Regions from separate parts of the Mus musculus genome. Here all the other regions are linked to region 1. The links are chromatin contacts, called in public Hi-C maps. All regions are on one chromosome and are shown on one strand. The core of a region is the stretch at or near the end of the contact, and the rest is flanking DNA. Distances in the headings are between cores, read along the strand shown.

The links. A called contact is a pair of places that touch in the nucleus more often than the background predicts.
Region 2: a Hi-C map of cerebral cortex shows a contact between it and region 1, with 5 times the contacts expected there. The contact joins two enhancer-like sites. A contact is called at or near these places in 1 of 484 Hi-C or Micro-C datasets (cerebral cortex), 1 of 115 datasets of contacts at active chromatin or transcription factors (embryonic stem cells) and 1 of 9 other capture datasets (embryonic stem cells).
Region 3: a Hi-C map of cerebral cortex shows a contact between it and region 1, with 3 times the contacts expected there. The contact joins two enhancer-like sites.

The regions. Positions count from the first base shown.
Region 1 is chr7:117,106,707-117,110,760 of GRCm38.p6, forward strand. No RefSeq gene overlaps it. Among named protein-coding and RNA genes, the nearest start is that of Gm39075, 120 kb to the right of the region's middle. Within about 2 kb of position 1,890, at least 22 of the 459 cell types and tissues checked have an H3K27ac peak or open chromatin away from gene starts, as enhancers often do. A contact at or near this core is called in cerebral cortex, where this site is marked.
Region 2 is chr7:117,853,792-117,857,845 of GRCm38.p6, forward strand. No RefSeq gene overlaps it. Among named protein-coding and RNA genes, the nearest start is that of Gm34822, 4.5 kb to the left of the region's middle. Within about 2 kb of position 2,355, at least 12 of the 459 cell types and tissues checked have an H3K27ac peak or open chromatin away from gene starts, as enhancers often do. A contact at or near this core is called in cerebral cortex, where this site is marked.
Region 3 is chr7:117,656,542-117,660,595 of GRCm38.p6, forward strand. Xylt1 (xylosyltransferase 1) reads left to right here. Exons shown (of 12, transcript NM_175645.3): 11 at 1-204. Among named protein-coding and RNA genes, the nearest start is that of Gm34762, 100 kb to the right of the region's middle. Within about 2 kb of position 1,815, at least 9 of the 459 cell types and tissues checked have an H3K27ac peak or open chromatin away from gene starts, as enhancers often do. A contact at or near this core is called in cerebral cortex, where this site is marked.

The DNA.
Region 1 (4,054 bases), core at 640-3,139:
TTGTTTCTTTCTGGGAACCCTGAAGCCTCAGAGACTCAGCTCTTTACACTTTTCCCTGTGCTGTGACCCTTTCCAGAACTTGATAGCTCCAGAGGAAGAAGCAGTGCGGTCACCCAGCACTTGCAAAATTCTAAGAAAACCCTGACATGTGGATGGCAAGTCCCACGGTGTTCTCTATCTTCTATGTCAGAATCCACAGGATGCCAAAAGACAAATGCATTTTTCTCTTCCAAATTATTCCTCCTACAAATGCTAAGCATCTCCATCTGGGAGGCATTTAACATGTCGAACAGCTATTGCTGGTCTGTAGGAGGACTCGCCAAGTATCAACTGTTTCCCTGAAATAGCTCCCCTTATTGCTGCAGGAGCCGCCAAGACTCAGCCCAGGCAGGAAGAGGAAAAGAGTATGCAGTGAGGTCTAAAAGTTAGAGGGGAGCGAGTGCAATGGGGCGTTGGTTGGCTTCACACCCCAGCTCTTCTCCCAAAGATGTGTCTCGAGGAAGGCACGTACAGAGGCAATGTGCATGCAGATGGCTGTCACCTGTTTCATCTCACAGATGAAGTTCATCCAGATAGGAACAAGAAAACACACATTTTCTGCTGGACTAATTTAGAACACAAGTCCCATAAAAGATGGCAGTGGTGGAATATGTGAGCTTGGGTAGTACCCAAGACATTGTCTTTACCAGTGTTCTGCTTTCTGACCTGTGCAGTCCAGCCAGTGAAGATGAACAGAGACCCAGGACAGAGACCCATGTTCTCCATCATCACAGATGGTCCCTGGGGATGCTGACTTTTATTTCCATTGCCATGATAAAAATGCCCCAACAAAAGGCAAATTAGGGGAGAAAGGCTTATGCTAACTCATGATTCCAGGTTACAGCCCATTCTAGAAGTCAAGGTGGCAGGAACTTAGAACTGCTAGTCACACCACATCCACAGTCAGAAGTAAAGAGGAACAAACACATTCATGCTGTGAGGTCATAGCTCACTTTCTGAACTCTTACACAGTCTGTGACCCAAACACAGGTGGGCTGGATCTCTCAACATCAGTTAACACAATCAAGGTAATCCCCCACAGACATGGCCACAGGGAGAACTAATTCAGAGCACTCCTCATTGAGATGCTCTTCCCAGTTGATTCTGGATTGTATCAAGTTGACAAAGAAAATTAGCCATCAAATGGAGGTGTGTGACCTCAACTAACCCGAAGTCTAAGTAGGGTGGATTGCTGTAGCAGCTGATGCCATGGGATTTGCAGGAGTTGGAAGAGGTAGAAGTTACTCCTAGGTGTATCGTCAAGTAAGTCACTCATCCTGCTAAGTTAGGATTTGAACACAGGAATATTAGTTGAGAAAACTGTCTCCAGTACAGAGATGAGCTTGACAAAGTTATAAACCTGGCTAGAAGAGAGGCTCATCCTGTCATCATCTCTTCTCTTCAGTCATTGTAAGCGACACACAAGAAAAGAGTGGGTTTGGATGCTCAGAGTCAGGCACTGGACATGCTAAGATGTGTCAGATAGGATGTTGGAGTGCTTTTATGAGGTGGCTGATCAGAAGGGTTAGGTGTAGAATCTGGGATGATAGGACTAATACCTGAAGGACCTTGTGTGACACTGAGGAAGAACAGGGAATGAGCCCTTGACTCAGGCATGAGAGATCAGGGATGATATTGGAGAATGGAAGAGTTCAGTATTGGTGATGAGGAACGCAGGGGCTTTGAGAGGCTCAGAATGTCCTCAGGCTCTGAGACCAGGCTAGAGGCAATGTCCTATTTGGATGTGGCGACAGAGCAGGGGCTGATGAAGGTGTTGAAGGGTGTTTGGTTAGCCTGGGGAGTCCCCTCTGTTTATGCTCCTGTGTGGAGATGACTCACACCCTGCTGGGGTTCTGCTGACAGCCTGTGGTGGGTGGGAAGGTGTAGCTTGGAAAATGTGCAAAGCTCTTGTCTGCCACTTGTTTGTCAGCGTTAACATCCAAGTTTGTGCTGTTGTTCTGCTTTCCTCAGTGTGTTGGCTTTGGTTGCTGATGCCTTAGTCAAGAGCAAAAAGCTGGCTTATATATGTTAGATGCTCACTGGTAAGGTGTGTGGGTATGAGAGGGACTGAGACAGATAGACAGACAGACAAACAGACAGACAGACAGTGACAGATTCCCTGTGGAGTTTGTGTTAGATTACAGTGGTTGTCTAGGTATATTATCATAACTGATTCTTTACATAAACTAATTCTAGTCTATTGACCTCTTCTTCTGCTTGAATGATAACTAATTGGCTAGAAAGATAACATTTCAAACATTTTTTTTTATGTGTCATGTGAAGTGGAAACTTAAGTTGGTTTTTTTTTTTTTTTTTTTTGTAAAGTCGGTTGGGTGGTGGTTTGCTGAGGCAAACGAGTGAAGGAACATTGAGCTGAAGTGGACACAGGTGAAAGGATGTTCTGCTAAAGCTAAACCTTTCTTCACGAGTCTGCCGCAGCCTTTCACCTGTGTCCACTTCAGCTCAATGTTCCTTCACTCGTTTGCCCCAGCAAAACACCACTGAACCGACTTCACAAAGAGCCCTAAGTTTCCACTTCAATCATGTGTATGTTTGTGAGTGTATACATGCAACAACATGTATGTGGATGTCAGAGGACAATTTGCAGGAGTTGGTTCTCTCCTTCCACCATGTGGAAGATCAACTTCAGGGCATCAGGCTTGGTGGCAAGGGCTCTTACCCTCTGAGCCACCTTGCCAGCCTCAGCAAGATAATCTTTGGAATATTTTTTCTGTGTAAGACATATATTTAATTTGTGCATATGTTTGTGTATGGGTGCTTGTGAAGTACAGGTGCATATGTGTGGGCACTAGAGACTTCAGAGCCCAGACAACAATGTCCATATTGTTCCTCGGGCAATTAGCCATCATTTCTGCTTTGAAACAGGGTTTCTGACTGAACCTGGAGTCTAGGCTGCCTGAACAGCAAACCTTAGGTGCCCATCTGTCTCTTCCATCTTCCAAGCCCTAGGATAACCCACATGTGCTCCCTTGCCTGGTTTCTGATATAGGTTCTGGATCCCAAACTCAAGTCCTCATACTTCTTAGAAAGGACCATACCCACTGAACCATCTCTCCAGTTCCAATTTTCCTATGCAATACACATATTTATGTATGATTGGCATCAGTGAGCAACCTACCAAACACCTATCTCGAGTAGATTTATTAAAAAGAAGAAAACATATTTCAAGTTCCTTTGAATTTTAGGTATTGAATAAAATCTTGTGCATCATTGGGGGATAAATGCTCATTTATATTGTTCTTTCCGTTTTGCATTTTTATGTGGTTGAGTGGTACCATGTTTATTTTATTCTACATATCCATAAAGACCAATTTCACACCCAGTGCATTTTTAATGAATGGTTTGTCAAGCTTTTATTTTCTGAGAAAAGTATGTATGTAGACCAAGCTTGTGTCAAACCCACAGAGAACTGCTTGCCTCTGCCTCTCAAGTACTGGGATTAAAGAAATGTGCCACTAAGCCCAGGCATTTAAAATTTTTTATTTATTTTATTTATATATGAGTCTGTCTGTCTGTGTGAATGTATGCTATATGTATGCAGCATCCTTGAACACCAGAAGAGGGTGTTGAATCCTTTGGAGCTGGTTGTTTTAAATTACCTATCATGGATGCCATTCTGGTCCTCTTAAAGGGCTGAAGGCAGCTCCAGTATATTAAGTTTTAAAAAGTACTATTGAATACAGAAAGGAAAGAACATCCCAAACACCGAAAACCAAATATCACTATACTTAACCCATGCATCTTTCTGTGCATTCCCTATACGATTTAACCTGCATATATATGTTGACAAGTGTCTTTATATCCCTTTACCTATGTGTATAGCTGACCCAGTCTGCCAATCAGTCAACGGGGTCTGCAAGAGAGAGTGGAGAAAAACAGGTCTCTCGTCAGGGTGGAAAAGTACCACCTGTAAGTAAATAGCCCGAGATGGCTGCAGAGATGATAGGGTGTGGTTATATACTGATGTATTTAAATTACCTAAGTCATGTGTGTA
Region 2 (4,054 bases), core at 1,105-3,604, 750 kb after region 1:
GTTGCCATAGCAAACGTCTGCAAAGTGGTGAAGAGAGACCAACCCAGAGGAAGACCGGCCCTTCTCTGTAGCATCATCAGAGCCCAGATAAAGAATGGCCAGACATGGCTGTTGCAACCAGATGGCCACAGCTTATTCAATCAGGCGCACCCAGACTGGGGGTCAGCCTCAGTGCCAATTGCCATAGTGTTGGGGTTTTATAGGAGGTTGTTTATAAGCACCGCCCAAATAGTACTGCTGAGCACTGACAGTAGGGGAGTGGCCCTGTCAAAATGTGCATGTTGCAGCCATATCCCAGGATCTCAGATTCTGACTATCTGAGATCCGTCTTTGAAGGGGACAGTAGTTCAAACAGGAGTGAGTTTCAATTTCTTCCCAGAAGAAGAAATTTTAAAACAGATTCACAGTGACCATGTGGAGACAGAGAGAAGACACCAGCTAGAAGCCAAAGACAGAAGGAAGCAATCCAGTTGATGCTTTGATCTCAGCCTTCCAGTTTCCAGGGTGAGACAGTACATTGCTGTAGGACCCATCTGGTGTGGGTACTTTCTCTGACTCCCATGGGCACCCCACACAACATAACACAACACAACACACAGAGAGTTGTCTTCCATGGCAGTTGATCTTCACGGTCAACACTAGAAAGCACACCTCGGGGTATATCCAAGCAAGTGTGTTCTGAGATGTTTACCTGAGGAGGAAAGGGCCACGTGCGGCAGCATCCCATAGGAAGAACATCAGAGTTCATCTCCCTGCTCGGTGACTCTGGATGCTGTGTGTCCAGCTGCCCTAAGGCCCTGCTGCCAAGACTCCCTGCCACGAGGCACTGTACTCTTGAACTGTGAGCCAATATACACCTTTCCTCTCTTAGTCTGCTTCTTGTCTGGTATTTTTGTCACAGCAACAAGAAAGTTACTAATCCATGCTCCAACCAGAAAGTGATCTGGGTGCAAAGAGCTCCTTCCCCTTGGAAAGAGGTCTCACTAACTTCGCCATCCCTAAATCCGAGTGTCTGAGGACAGAGCTCCAGTTTCTCTGCCTGAAGTTTCACTTTGAAATTCAGCAAGAATACAAAATTAAAACTGTCTTTCCTTAGGTGCTCATGGCCATCCATAATGCCGTCCTCTAGGACACCCTACAAAATAGACTTGGATGCTACAGATGAAGGGCAGGTCTAGTGAAAAAGGCAAGGGCAAAAGCCACCCTTGGAACTTAGGTGCCATGCAGGGTTTAACCTTAGGCCTACACTCTTAGAAACTGGAGAGCTGTGGCCTCTCTCTCTCTCTCTCTCTCTCTCTCTCTCTCTCTCTCTCTCTCTCTCTCTCTCTCTCTCTCTCTCTCTCTCTTTCTCTCTGACATTCTCATGTGTGTGTTCCAGAAAAGATACCTTTAAAAGCTGCACTCTGACCCCAAATCAACCATCAAAGACTAAAGACATTGTTCTCCAACTGTAGCTGCAGGGCCCACTCTGTGTTTGCATCAATCTTTGATATATAAAGGTAGGTGTGAGTGTGGTTATATGTGTGTGTGTGTGTGTGTGTGTGTGTGTGTATGCTGTGTATGTAGTATACGTGGTGTGATATATTGCCAGTCCTTGCATGGCTCCAAGGACAGACCTAACTGGGGAAACAAAGAAATAAAGAGATGATAAATACACACAGACAGACAGACAGACAGACAGACAGATACACAGAAGTAGCTGGGCTCTGGAGTCAGGTGGTGAAGGTCCTTGGATGGAGAAACTGCTACACCCCATGAGCTCAGTACTTTTATTACATAGAGTTGAACAGAGAGTTGGGGTTACTACATTCAGCAGAACAAGGCAATTACATACTGATGAAGAAGGAGTGGGGAGGTTATGGTGTGTGCCAGATCAAGAAAGAGGTTCAGCTAATCTCAGTGGGAGCAGCCTCTGTAGGAGTCTTCAGACTGTCAACATCATGGAGGAGTGAGCTGTGGTGAGCATTTTCTGTACACACTATCAACATTTGCTCTTAGATGCAAGGAAGTCTTTGCTAATTTCCCACAGGTCTGAGGCTTTGGAGTCCCTGACAAGGCTATGCCCATATCAATAGCACACATTCACTCAGGGACTCAGTCGGGGGGGGGGGGTTTCTTTACTTTCGCCATGTGTGGTATGGTATGTGTGTGTGTGTACCTGCTGGAGTAGATGCTCCCCTAAGTCCCCCTCTAGCTAGTGAGGTTCTCAGCCTTGGCTCCAGCTTCTTCTCCTCCATATCACTTGAGAGAAGGATATCTGGGTCATGTCTGATTTCATTGCTGGTGACTCAACAACCCTCCAGCGCCTTGGCATTGCTGTCAGCGTGTCTAACTCTGAGTGAGACTGAGTGTGCTCAGACACCTGCTCCATGGAGCCTCTCTGACTCTCTCACACACCACACACCACCCCAACTCTCCCTCTGCAACTGTCTCCTCCTTACGTCTCACTTGGCACATCACCACCATGGCTCATCCTCAGCTTAGGCAATAGATCCAGTAAACCCTCCCAAGCCCACAGATAAGCGTTGTGTTCCTTCATGCCCTGCCCGCCTCTCCCCACCCCCCAACATGTCATGTCCTCATCTTTCAAGCTTGATAACAGAATGTGCGTTCTTCTCCATAGCCACAGAATTTCTGGCTATACTACTGTGAACAGCCACCTCTCCATGGTACTTCACTACCAGGGTGGTTGCATCAGCCACCACCGCAGCTGCTGTCCCAGCAGAAGTGGAAGCTGAAAGGGCATGCTGGTTCCTTTTGTAGAATTGTACACACCACTTCCTGCACATACTAGACATGGACACATATACCCATCAGCCCAGGCATGGACACATCCCACACTTTGCTTCAAGGACAGCTGAGAAGCACTATCTCCAATCTACACACTATGTTCTCCACTTTACATGGAAAGATAATTTTACTGTGTGAGACAAAAGGAACTGGGTGAAGAGGGAAAACTAGTAGTCCCTTATTTAGCATCCTCAGGTATCCATGGCAACCTTTCCTCTGACCCAACCTGTACTCTGTTTCATGTTTCACAGGAGTCTTTGGCATTCAATGTAGCAGCAAGAGGGAACCGCACTCCATTCCCCAGCTTCTATGCCCCATTGGGTTATGGCAGGAGCTATCAGATAGCAATGCTGTCCATCTTTCTTCCAAGCCTCGCTGTCCTTCTGTACCTTCCCCTCTCCCTACTTTCTCTGACCTCTCATAACTTGCAATAAGAGATGCATCAGGACTAATAAAAATATTTTCAACCCCGATCCAGCAGGCCTGAGTTTGACTCTCTTACCAGCCATGTGGCTATAAAGAATTTCCCCAGCCTGCCTCTTTGTTTTCTCCTCTGCGGAACTGGGATGATCAGATGCAATGAGATTGTCCTATGGACTAATGGCTGCATTGGAAGAGCTTTGTAAACTGCAAGCACTGCAAGCTCCTGGCATCCCTTCATGGCTGAGACCACACCACTGCCTTCCGCACAGATAGTCAGTAAGAGGAGTTTATTAAAAAGGCCTTCGTTACAGAGCTAAGCCATATGCTCTTCAGGGAATCAATATGTTAAGCCACCCCTGCATAACCAGACAGGCTATAAATAAAATCAGATTCAAGGACTGTCCGGGATATAAGGGACCTCTGTGCACCCTGATTTGTCATGCTCCCGTGTGTCACTGTTATCATTGCTGCTAATAACAGCAGCCGAACCTGTCATTTATCAAATGGCCCCTCCACTCCAGACACTCTGCTTTCTATCCCCATGATGCTCCAGGAGGCAAGCTCTCCCCGGCTCCTCTCGCAGATGTGATACCGAGCTCAGGGGACATGAGCGATGTTCCGAACGCCACCGGAGCCAGCCTGGCATTCAGATTCACCTCCAAAACTCTTATTTGTTCATTTGTATTTTTTAACAAATATTTTTATGTGAAAAATAAGCTCCCTCAAACCATAAAAGTCAAAACCATCCCCTGATGACACCCCATCCTGCTTTTGAAGTCTAATGAAACCTGAGCAAAAACTACCGGAGTCCTTCCGACCCCTCCAGGGATAAGCACGGTTA
Region 3 (4,054 bases), core at 565-3,064, 550 kb after region 1:
TGGATCCTGTCAACGTCATTGCAGCCACCTATGATATCCTGATTGAGTCCACTGCGGAATTCACACACTACAAGCCCCCTTTGAATCTGCCTCTGAGGCCTGGGGTCTGGACAGTGAAGATTCTCCATCACTGGGTGCCAGTGGCAGAGACCAAATTCCTTGTGGCACCTTTGACCTTTTCCAACAAGCAGCCCATCAAACCAGGTGAGTGCTCTCAGGGTCCCTGAGGAGGAGAGGGTCCATCCCATGGAGCCCTGGGACCCCATGCCCAACATGACACATGAGGCTGCCTTGCAGAGAGCAAAGCTTCCCCAATTGGGTTTTTTCCCTACTTGTTTACCCTATAGAGCTGGCTCATTTCCTCCTTGTACACAGAGGCAGTGCCATCTGTGTGGGTGTTTATCAGCTGCTGGCCCACTGGACTGCCACAAGGCTCTGTTCATATTTAAGACAAGCTGGGTACTAATCCTAGACACACACTGAGTTTTAACATGGCTTCTTGGCTGTTTGGAAAATGATAATTACTGATGCAATTCTGCTCATAGAATATGTGATACCCTAAGTAAAAAGGACAAACCGTACACTGGTGGAAGATGTTTGCTCCCCAAAATATACTAAAAAATAATCCCATAAATAAGAGTTTGGCAAACTATGAGCCCCAGTTAACTATGGGCATTTCTGGTCTTTATTTTTAAAAAAAATCTTACAGGGAACATGGCCATGGGCACTTGTGGACACAGTACCTATGTCTGCTTTGGGCTTTAGTGGCAGACTCCAACAGTCAGGACAGAGACTGACTCAGAAATGCTGTCTCAGAAATCAAAACCATTTAGCCCCTGAAGACGATGAGTGCCATTGGCAGCTATAACAGAGAGAGAAATAAGGAAGAAAAAATGAGAACAAAATAAAGAGGAAAAAATGAATTTCCCACATATGTATAATTTAAAGCAAAAGTAACAACAAAAAACCTCACCCTCATTAATAATGAGAGGCAATAATGAAAATTACAAGCAAAAAGAGGTTCCAGAATGGGAAATAAATGTGTGCCTGTGATGGTCAGTCAGTGCCACAGGGCAGGTCAGAGATGCATGGACATCTATCCAAGGCTCCTGAGGGCTCAGTATATAGGCTGCGTTTGTGGGACAGGTGACGCCCTTCTCCTCATAGTGCATACACACACCTACCACAGAAATCCCACATTCAGGAGTAGGCCTGTGGAAGAGACAGAGGCAGGAATTGTAGCAGAATTGTTCATAGCACACAAAACCACAAACAAGCTACAAGTTGCCCACTCAAAAGCACAGTGTGTGGTCGGTGTGCACAGTCGCGTCCTGTGTCCTAGAGACAGCAATCAAGATCAGTGCCATGCAACTGGAAAACACGCTGGATGAGGAAAACTGATCACAGAATAAGCCATGCTTAGGATTACTTCATTTAAGGTTCAAAACCAGGAAAAAGTCAACAATATCTTAACTATTTCGGGATCCACATGGGAGCAGGAAGCTAAGAGAACGAAGGAGGCTGCTGGCCTTTGCTTCCTGTGAGCACAGAGTCCAGAGAGACAGAGACCGAGCCCCTAATGGCTACCTTGTTTTTATTCCAGATTTACACTTGGGTTTCTATTTTTTCATAGACTTCCATTTGTCAATAACATCTCTTTTGGCTAAATTCTTGCCCTTCGGGGCTTACCACTTCGGCCAGCCTGCCTGAGCACTTCTTTCTAACACCTTTGACGGTGTTAAACCATAAGCACAAGCCTGTGTCCTAAGCACAGAGCCAGACTTTGGATGCTGTGGTACATTCTGTACCAAGCAGGCTTTTGTAGCCTTCTAAGTCGGTGCATGGAAGCTGCCAGCTAGAGAAATTCCACCATTCAAACCACAGGCTGTTCCTTTCTGGACACAGTACCTTCTGTTGTTTGATGATGGCTTTGTGGCAGAAAGTGCTAAAAGGAAGATTCTGGAAAATAAAACTGTATGTTCCCACTCCCAGACAGACTCATAGAAACAGGATTCCTGAGTTTCCTAGTACAACCACCCCTTGGTGCCTATGGAGAATTGGTTCCAGGGTCTTTCTTGATTATAAAAACTGCAGGTGTATTAGTTCCTTAAGAGCATGGCATTTGCATATGCCATTCTCCCTTTCACTGTAAATCATTTCTAAATGGCTCATGATGCCTAATACAATATGAATGCATACACACAGCTGTGGTACGTTGCTTAAGAGATGATGACGATAAAAGCTACGTAGACCTGACCAGCATGCACAGTTTTCCCCAGGAACTGCCCTGAGTTACAGAGAGTATCTGGACTGTCCGTCTGCATGTTACACAACACAAGCCCAGGAGCTAGATACACATGACAGTCCTGCTAAGTGGGAAGCATTCCCACTTGGCAGATACCAAGTGCCATACTGATAACACATCCCAGGAAGACACAGATGTGGGATGGGTGCCTACAGTCCTGGAAAAAAAGGTCTTGGCTTGAATCCTGGCAGCTTCTGCTGAGTCTTTGTGCTGAACAAGCAAATACCTAGACACCTGGTGTCTTCTTAAAGTCTGGGCCTCTGCTCCAGAATTAGCCAAGACACAGCCCACCTACTTAGTATCTTCAAGTGTCCCTTCACGAGCATCTTTTCACATCCTTAAAGACCTAAAAGGCAAGTGTGAAGAAGAGGGACTGGAGCCACACATCCTCCCTGTGTCAGGTACAGCTCTGGGACAGGACAAAGGATGCTCTAAATCCACCCACCCCACAAAAGGAGTGCAGGATCCTGCTGGTGGTCGTGATCTCTCCAATATTTTCTCCTGTGATTTCCAAGAAGGTGGGAGCTGCTCCCAGCATCCCCAGAAAGACCTTGGGTCAGAAGTACTCTAGGGAAGCAGGTCCCCTGTTGGCAGTAATTGTATTTGTTAATGAGACAAGGAACACTGAGGTGGGAGTAATGCAATTTGTGAAATGATTCATCTTGAGTAATTTACTATTGATGCGTCCCTGGTAATCTAAGAAGTCTGATGAGGTGGAATTGAGGAAAATTTAATTATGGAGGCAAGCATCCGAGCTGATGCCGTGGTGCTGTTTCCCACATTAACCTCTTTTCTCATAAAGTGCTATGGCTTTTTTTTTTTTCTGTATCAGCCACAGTATTTTGCTCCCAATATTTCAATGTCTGTTAGCTGTTCCTCTTGCTTTGAATTGCCCCACCGTTTGTCAGCCTGGGAATCTCTCAATCACCTCCTCCTACCTCTGCAGGGTAGAAGCACAAAGAGACTCATAGAGCAATTAGGACATGCAGCAAAGACAGAAGGCCCTTTTCTCCTGCACATAGTGTTGGTGCTACCAACCCTGCCTTCCAGTATCGTGCCTATGGTCAAAACCTGACTTGTTGAAATTTCATTTGACCAAGAATCAGATCCTTTTCAAATAGGATACACCTTGCTTGTCTCCTACACCCCCAAATGCTTACAATATGCACGTTCCTCCCTTTAGCCCCAAGGAAACTCAACCGTCCTCTTGTGTGTCCCTTGATTTGATTTCAAACTATGTGAACTTGTAGCCAGCCTCCTGTAGATCTAACTAACTGGAGCCAGGTTGAGTGCCTACATTTGCCATATGGGGACAACAAGGTTTCAGAATGCTGGTACCAAGATGGAAAGATAGCAACTCCACTTTAGCTGTGAGCTGATTATTGAATCTGCATAGAGCATCATGGTGGACAGCATGGCTTTGGAGTCACTTGGGATCGAACTGACTATAGCATCTGTTTCCTCACCTAGAAAATGAACAGGAGAAAAACCAACCCAATAGGCGTGTTTGGTTGGTTTGTTGTAGTGGAGAACTTAGCTTCAGCACCATAGGCAGAGCATTAGGAGTCACTGCATCAACCTCAGAGTTACACAGGGGGCACAGCATGGCGGGTGAGGACTCACTGGTAAGATGAGAGGGGCCATCAGAGAAAACTGGGGCACAAGTCAGAAGTCACACACCACGTATGTGGGACTTGGGTACTGAGACCAGTTGGCCCAACTAGCTCCCACAGGCAGAAAGGCTGGCGA